Regions from separate parts of the Mus musculus genome. Here region 2 is linked to region 1. A link is a contact called in public promoter capture Hi-C data. All regions are on one chromosome and are shown on one strand. The core of a region is the stretch at or near the end of the contact, and the rest is flanking DNA. Distances in the headings are between cores, read along the strand shown.

Evidence for each region. Promoter capture Hi-C pulls out the DNA fragments that hold promoters and counts their contacts.
Region 2: a contact with region 1 is called in a promoter capture Hi-C map of the HPC-7 cell line. The contact joins the promoter of Tpm3 here to the enhancer-like site in region 1. A contact is called at or near these places in 10 of 39 promoter capture datasets (3T3-L1-derived adipocytes, the C10 cell line, the HPC-7 cell line and 5 more), 1 of 15 datasets of contacts at CTCF or cohesin (pro-B cells), 18 of 484 Hi-C or Micro-C datasets (the G1E-ER4 cell line, the HL-1 cell line, the P5424 cell line and 8 more), 13 of 115 datasets of contacts at active chromatin or transcription factors (acute myeloid leukemia, bone marrow-derived macrophages, embryonic stem cells and 3 more) and 2 of 9 other capture datasets (adipose tissue and macrophages).

The regions. Positions count from the first base shown.
Region 1 is chr3:89,817,915-89,822,360 of GRCm38.p6, reverse strand. It overlaps the pseudogene Gm8969. Among named protein-coding and RNA genes, the nearest start is that of She, 11 kb to the left of the region's middle. Within about 2 kb of position 2,245, at least 26 of the 459 cell types and tissues checked have an H3K27ac peak or open chromatin away from gene starts, as enhancers often do. A contact at or near this core is called in the HPC-7 cell line, the P5424 cell line and Th1 cells, where this site is marked.
Region 2 is chr3:90,071,141-90,075,067 of GRCm38.p6, reverse strand. Tpm3 (tropomyosin 3, gamma) reads right to left here and starts at 2,417. Exons shown (of 10, transcript NM_001293748.1): 1 at 2,218-2,417; 2 at 1,223-1,348. The coding sequence starts at 2,334.

The DNA.
Region 1 (4,446 bases), core at 996-3,495:
TCAACCCCATCTTATAGAACAAAGTATGCTGATGCTGACAGTCCCTCCTCAGAACCTCGGGTCTAGCTTGCCAGGCCCCGTTCTCACAAACCAACCTCTGAACAGAAGCATGGGAGGCTCATGGTTTGGGGCGGGGAGGCTGAAGAGATGACCCGGCGGTTAAGAGCACTGGCTGCTGTTGCAGGCTCAATTCTCAGAACCCACATGGCAGCTCACAGCTCTCTCCAACTCCAGTTCCATGAGATTTAATTCTCTCTTCTGACCTCTGCAGGCATTGCATGCCTATAGTACCCAGAAACACCTGGGAGGCAATACACCCATACACAGGAGATAAAAATAGATACATCTTTTTTCCCCCACTAAAGTTGTTCACAGAAGCTGTGTTACTCTGTTGCTCTTAACATCACAGCAAACTTAGTGTCTTAAGCAATACATATTATCTTCTAGCTCTGCAGGTTACACTTCTGGTGTACACCCTACTGGGCTAAAGCCAGGCCGTCTACAGGGCTGATATAAGGGGCCAGAACTGGGGACTCCCAGTCCTTGTCTTTTCAAGTTTCTGCAGGCTCCCTGGCTCCTTGGCTGGTGGACCCTCCTCTCTCACCAGCAGCTATGGTTGTTTCTCATTTCAGATGACTTTAACCTTACTACTAGACTTCCTTTTTTTTTTTCCTGTTTCAAAAAGTTTTAATTTTACTTGGTCCATGACTTGTAGGGGGCTGCAGGGTCGTTACGAAGCTGTCTAGTGGCTTCAGAGGTTCATTCAGGTGGAGGTCTTGAGGTGGGCTGGTGCCGAGCAGAGGAGGGAGCCCTTGGAAGGTGAGGGGGTCTCCGAGTCAAGCTTGAGAATGAGCTGCTCAGAGTGATATTCACCCGGAGGTGGCTGGGGCATGCCAGTCTGTGTTGGCTGTGACCCAACCAGCCTAACAGAGATTGGTCACGTGGTTGCCCATCTTTTTGATGAGCTTCATCTCTTCATCTAGGAAGTGGTTCTTCCAAGAAGTCACAGAGATGAGGGTTTGTGCGGGCAGAACCCAGGGATTGAAGACCCAAGGCAGCCTGGTACAGGTTCTTCTCCAGGGCCAAGGCAGTACCCATGGCTTCCTGGGGTTTACCCCATTCATCTAGAGATGGCTTCTGCGCATCCTGGAAGAGTGCGCTCCTCCCTCCGCCCCCGCCCCCGCCCCCGAGTTCGTTCTGTATCTTGAGGAGACACTTGATAACAGTGCTTCTCCTTGGTCAATTCGTAGAAAAAGTGGCCTACACCCAATCTATAGTAGCCCAGAGAGAGGTACAAGTATACCTGGCGGTTCACAGAAGCTTCCACTTCGATGGAATAATTCTGATGAATCTGAGAGGTAATGGCTGATGTGGAGTATGGAGCTAACCAGGAAGAGGTGCTGGCTGGCTCTTGGAGCCGAAGGCTCTGAGGAGATGGTCCCAGAGGGCTGCGGTTGGAGAGACTGTAAGGTGGCTGGAAGCTAACAAAGAGGAAGTCCCTGGATCTGTTCCGTCCAAACACTGTTGAAGTAAGACACGGGTCCACGGAACTCCAGGGTGCTGCTCCCATCTTTTTTTTTTTTTTAAACCTCTTTTCTGCCTCCCTCTTCCATTTTCAAGGACCACGTGATTACACGGGGCCCACGCAGAGAATTTATTTTAATGTAAATTGCTTAGTGGTGCCTTCCAAGGTTTCCTATATTTCTGGGTCCTATGGATCAGGAGGCCTCGGAGGGCCAGGGGACGTTCCCTTACCTAACTGCCTACTGAGTGGAAATTCCCCTGGCCTCTCTCCAACCTGGCTGCCTTGCTTTGTAGAAGCTTGCTGGAAAACAGCTATAGCATGTAAGTCCCTTATCTTTGCCAGCCCCATCTCCACCCTTCTCACAAAGCCAAGCATCCCCTTTGGAAGGCTGGAGAGATGACTCCCCACTTGAGAGCACTTGCTGCTCTTACAGAGGACCAGAGTTTGGTTTCTAGCACCCACACTGTATGGCTCAAATGCCCTTTTCTGGCCTCTGTGGGGACCTGCCCACACCTGGCACATACTCACAAAGACACAATACATATAAATACATTTTAAAAAAGAATTACCTTGGAAGTGTAATGTCAGCACTATGGAGCAGAAAGGAGCAAGAGGATTGTCTCGTGTTTGAAGCACGACGCTGCCTCACACAGTGTCCCCTCCCTCCCCAATCATCCTCAGCATTTCTTACCCGTTGATAACAGCCTCAGTGTGCTTTGTGTGGTTGCATGACCCAGAGAGACTTGCTTCCTGCCTCTGAGTGGAGGAGGTACTCAGTCAGGAGGGGAGCGGAGGTCTGCAGAGACTCTTGCTCTTCCTTTTTGTTGGGCATCTGGGTTTGGCAGTGCAGTGCTGATGCCGTGTTTGAACAGCATTGACATTGTGGCTTCTGATAAACTGTCTGGGAGAATGAAGTGTCGGAGAGGCAGCTGCTCCCAGGTGAGTGTGCCTGGGGAGTGGGTAAGTGAGGGACCCTGAGTGCAGTCTCATTGACGAATGCCACTGTGCCTAGCTTCTGGTGAAGAACGGCCTTGTCGTCTGTGTGGATTCTGTCCATCCTGCACTCACTGGCTGTTGCTTCCTTTCTTTTCTTTCTTTTTTAAAAAAGATTTATTTATTTAATATGAGTGCACTGTAGCTGTCTTCAGACACACCAGAAGAGGGCATCAGATCCCATTACAGATAGTTTTGAGCCACCATGTGGTTGCTGGGAATCAGACTCAGGAGCTCTGGAAGAGCAGTCAGTGCTCCTAACCTCTGAACCATCTCTCCAGCCCCATTGCTTCCTTTCTCACGTCTCCCTTGTCACCTCCACTGTGTCCTGGCCAACCTGATGGTGGTTTCATTTTGGCCCGTCATACTCTCTGACATTTCCAAAATGGTCTATCTGGAATGGTGACAGGAATGCCACCAATCTGGTTAAGCCCTTTGACTGCATCTTGTAGTCGGTGGATGGAGTGTGGCCACAGAGACACAGCTTTCCTGAGCAACTCGCTGACTGCTCCAGCACCTACCTCACCTGACTGGCCAGTGGCACATGTGCAGGGCAGCTGGCTCCGATTGCCTGTAGTGTCCACAGGGAGCCTTGGTGGCTCCTCTCCTTGACTTTGCAGATTCTCTCTGGCCTGCCTTGGATACTCACCCTGTCCCCCTCATCATTCTAGGCAGCTCCCTGAAGCATGTCTTCATTTGTTCTAAAGCACTTTCTAGAACCTTACTAAAAGCTTGGATCTCTCCTTTACTCTCTTCTCAAGAGTGATGAGAGCTGAGCTCCTGCCTAGAGGATAGGGATGTGAGGCTAGCACTCAGTATCCAGTACTGAGCATCCAGCACTCAGCACTCAGCACCCAGCACCCAGCACATATGGGGAGCACTTCCAGAGTTAACTTTGACTGACTTCTTGCTTGTGATTAAGCATAAATGAGTCCACCGACATCTGTCTTTGTTTTTAATTAAGATGTGTATTATAACTCTGCTTACAGCATATGTCCTTGAGACTGTCCTAGCCTGAAGGAAACGGCCTTAGTCAAACATAGATACTGTGTACCATATACTTGCCAAGTAAGGATTTGTGGTCATTGTTTATATTCCTGGAATTGGTCATGCTTTGTGTTGCTTGCCTTTAAAAGACACGGAGAAAATACACTTGCTTGCTGGCATGGTGTTAATCTGCAGCCCTCCCATCCCTGTCTCTTACATCTTCTTTCTGCCTTTCCTATAATCATCTTCACTCCCCAGTCATGGTTCCCACGCTGACTGATTGGTTAGCTCTGGCAAGTACCCAGCACTCAGCACCCAGCATGCAGCACATAGCACTCAGCACCCAGCACTCAGCAGTGTTTGCTGAGGCCAGTGTCACCAAGTATTTCCCAGAAGAAGGATAGGGAGAGTTAGATGTGCAAGTGTTGTTTTCCTTTACATCTTTCACGCTTTTACTTGTGTGTCAGTGGAAGACCACACAGGGTGGCCTTGCTCTTTAACACACATAACTCACCGCTTTAATTGCCAATTACACCTGCCCCCCGCCCCCCAGGTCCTCCCTCTCAACACCATGAACTTTTAGGAGCTGAAGCAAGCCTGTGCTGCATGTCAGACATTGTTAAAAACTTCCTGGTCTATGTGCCCTCTCACCAGCCAGTCACACTCAGCCTTCATCCCCAGCTCCTCATTCTTCCACGGGATGGTCTGGCGTGGCTATCAGTCCTAGTGCAGGAAGTAGACCAAATGCTTCACGGGCGTGGCTTTGTTGTTAGTTGTAACTCAGGTGGGAAGTGGGGGATGTCCCAGATTCCTGGATGAGGCAGCCAAAGCCCCGAGAACTGAAATCTCTGCACTAAGGACAAAGACCACGAAGGTAGTCAACTAAAAGTTGACCCTAGGTCCAGTTGTCCCTAATCTTATGTTCTTTGCCTTGTACCAAA
Region 2 (3,927 bases), core at 1,168-3,667, 250 kb before region 1:
AAAGGCGTGCGCCACCACTGCCCAGCAAATAAATACATCTAGAAAATATATTAGAAAAAAAAAAAAAAAGAAAGAAAGAGAAGAGCAGATGCCTCCCAGCAAAGACTGAACGTGAGCATCTAAATGCGTCCGTCGGGAGTGATCCACTCTGTCCTTTAAGCTGTTTTCCAAAACCAAACATGATTTAAAATAACATCAGCTTCTAGTTTTCTCCTCACCTGGATGCTGAGAACTGTGTATGATATGCCTGTGTAACTGACATATCCTTTTGTTGTTTTTGTTAAAACCCCTATGGGCTAGGTAAATGTAGCTGGTTGGAGGGCTGAATTTAATCCCCAGCACCCCAAATAAAAAATAAACCATCCTGTGGTACTTTTCTTCAAAGCAGATGTCCTATATAGTCTTGTGTTTCTCTTTGCAGCAAACGTCAGTGTTGGAAATGAAGGAAAGTGGGTACCAAACTGTAGTAGGAGGTGGGCAGAGGCAATTCATTTTCGTTTTAAGAGGGGAAAAGGCTCTTAAGAACTATGTAATTTATTCAGGGCTGTAGAGTAAGATCTAGGGGTACTGCCTTAGCCTGCTTCCCAGTTTCTGTTATAGTTCACCCTTGATACGTCACTGCTCTCCTATGATCAGAGTTCTCTGTAGCATCTCTATGGCATAAAGGCAGATGTCCACCTTGGCTAGGACAAATAAACCCATATAGGGCCAAGGTCAGTGTGACCTCCATTTTCTATTGTGAAATCTAAGCTGGCTTTCTTGGGTAACTGAGAGATGAGAGGCTCCCTATTAATACACACATGCACATGCCAAACCTTGTACACAAAAGCTAAGAATGTGGCATGGGGGGGTGGGGGAGTGGATACCTGAGAGCATGCATCTGGATGTGGAGGCCCCTCCTTTGTCCAGGTTCTGGAAAAGGTCATTAGATTACTGCGAAGGAGGTTGAATAGTGCAGAAATGAGATCTCTCTCTCTCTCTCTCTCTCTCTCTCTCTCTCTCTCTCGTGCATGTGTGCTAGTGTAGAACCCAGGGATCCATGCACGTTAGGAAAGCATGCTGCCACTGAACTATGCCCTCAATCTCAACATGTCTTTGAGTAAGAAAGTATACCCCAACAGAAGAGCATGCCAGCGCATTGTCATGTGCAAGAGTATTATGTTGGCATATGTCCCCACAGTCTATGGGTAAGAAGGCAAATAAGCCATCCCCCAATACTCACGTCGGCTGCCTTCTTCTCTGCTAGCTCCAGCTTCTCCTGAGCATCCTTTAAAGCTTCCGAATACTTGTCCAGCTCATCCTCTGTCCCTTTCAGCTTCTTCTGCATGGTTGCTAGTTCATCCTCTAGCTGGAGCCAGAGCCCAGAGAGTAACACACAAAGACATAAACACAACAGTGTATACTTGGACTCCAAAGAGCACTGAGCCCAGCCCCAGGAGAGACACACTTCTTCAGCCATGCTCCAGGCATCAGGCTATGGCTTCACCTCAGACCCTATAATGTCTGGCCCCAAGGTGACCAAGTCATCTGGTGCTTTAATGCAAGACTGTTGAATGATAAACATCTAGTGGGGAAGCTTATTTCTGTGATGTTACAGAGAGAGACAGAGAGACAGAGAGAGTTGGATCATTCCTTACCCTTTGCTTTAGAAGTAAGACATTCTTCAAAATGTGGTCTACTTCTACTTAAGTCCTGCAGGCACACTGTGGCTAGGAAGAGGCCACCGGCTTTCTCAAGGTCACATGACAGTGCAAAGGGGCTACCCTAAAGCAATGGTGCTCAGCCTTTCTAGTGCTGAGACCTTTTCATACAGTTCCTCATGTGGTGGAGACCCCCACGCATAAAATTATTTTCATTGCTATTTCATAACTGTTAATTTTGCTACTGTTTAAATCATAATGTAAGTATCTGTGTTTTCTGATGGTCTTAGGCAACCCCTGTGAAAGGGTTAATGACCCAAAGGGGTCTCAACTCTCAGGTTGAGAACTGCTGCCCTAGATGTTCAGGGGGAGGGGCTTCATTGAGACTGGGGCATTCCTCCCACCCAAAAAAGAAGCTGGCCCAGTGGTCACTGCCTCTCCCATGAACCCCCTGCCCCTCTGGCTGCCTTGAAACTCAGCCTCCTGAGTGCTGGGATTACAGGGGTGTGTGCCACCATTGCCTGGACCATCTCTGTCTTGCAACCAGCAAGTGGGAAAGGTCCATACCAGCACCTACCTGCTTGCTTCTTTCTTCTGCCTGTTTCTGCTCAGCTTCAGCTTGCTCAGCTCGGTCCAGAACATTCTCTTTGTCTAACTTCAGCATCTGCATCTTTTTCTTGATGGCCTCCATCATGAGCTGTGACCGTTGGTGGGCTCACCTGTGAACACTGGAGAACTGGAGGCTGGGGCCAGAGAGGAAGGGCTGCCACCCGGGTCACTCAAAGTTCCCCAGGTTTGAACCTTTATCTGTGCTTGCGGCTCCACCTCTTCTTCCTAACATGGTCTTTCTAGCTCCCTCCCATCCCTTCACTGTTCCCCTGGGGGAACACAGGGTCAGACACATTGATAGACTGACATCACCAGCAAGAAAAAAAAAATTGAGGAACAGCTGAGGCTGATTTTAGACAATGGAAAGTGGGGGTGGGGGAGGTTCTCCCTGACCTTGAAACTTTCCACTCGTTCTTGGCAGCTCTGTGGGTCCCTCAAAAGTAGAGGAACAGAAGAGGGGGGAACACTGAAGCACAGAAGGGTACTTTAGCAGTTCTCGCCACCAGAGGGGTCCTAGTAGCCTTCAGATCTCTCATTCTCCCCTTGGACTATATTGGATATGGACCAAACTCTACTGGTTTGGTCTTTGGATTCCTGGTATCTAAGGAGCGTGGTCAACAGTGACGATGGGAGGTCACTCATGATCGTTGACAATTCCCCCAGATTGACAGTTGGGATTGCTGGGCTATTTTGGGATTCTCTAATAGGCAAGGAGACATTAGTCTGTAAAGGCCATAGGATAAAGTTGAAGGCCTGGGATCTGAAAGGGTATCTCAGGGTGTCAAGTGGGATGAGAAACAAGGAGGTCACAGAACAGGATCACGTTTTCTCATAGCGACCTTAAAATAGAAGGTCTGACATACTGAAGACTGTCGCTTTCCTCTACTCCTCTTCAACTGCTCCCTCTGTGGCCCCCTCCCCAGCCCGCTGTCCACCATGCCATTATAGTGTCCACCAGCTCTACTTCCCCCAGTGTAGTGCCAGCTATGCTCATAATTCCACTTGGAATCTTGCTATTGACAGGTGGCAATTGATCCCATACACAGTTGCCATATACCCATCTATGCCAGAGGAGTGGACACTGTTCAAGGTGACCGGACTGGAGCTAGCAGAGCAAGTAGAAGTGGTTCTAATTAATTCATAATGTCAAGGATAGTTAGTGTTGAGGCTAAACCACAGCAGTGTGGGACCGGAGTCAAGCATCAGGGTGGGGGCAGGGGCAGAGCCGGCTCCCTCTCGAGAGCCTCCCTGTTAAGAACAGACTGATACTAACAGACTGGGAGGAGAGACTTCCAGCTAACTGTTGGAAGAAAGCAAAGAAAACAAGCACCCCCAATTGAGAGGCCAGTCAGGAAAAGGGGACAAGAGAGAACCAGAGAAAGGACATGTATGGGTTGATAGAGAAGAGGGCAATAGAGAGGAGAAAAAGACAAGAGCAGAAGACAAGGAGGAGAGATACATCCTTTCTACCATAGGGGGCAAGATATATGAAGAGTTGCTCCTCAAATTTCAGCTCTCTCCCACTTCCACATGAGCCTTCCGGGTTAACATGGGCTCTATATACATCTCTTTTAGGAGAGTTGTGGAGAGAAATTTAGTTAGAAAAAGAATCGCCAGGCACGGTGGTGCATGCCTTTAATCCCAGCACTTGGGAGGCAGAGGCAGGTGGATTTCTGAG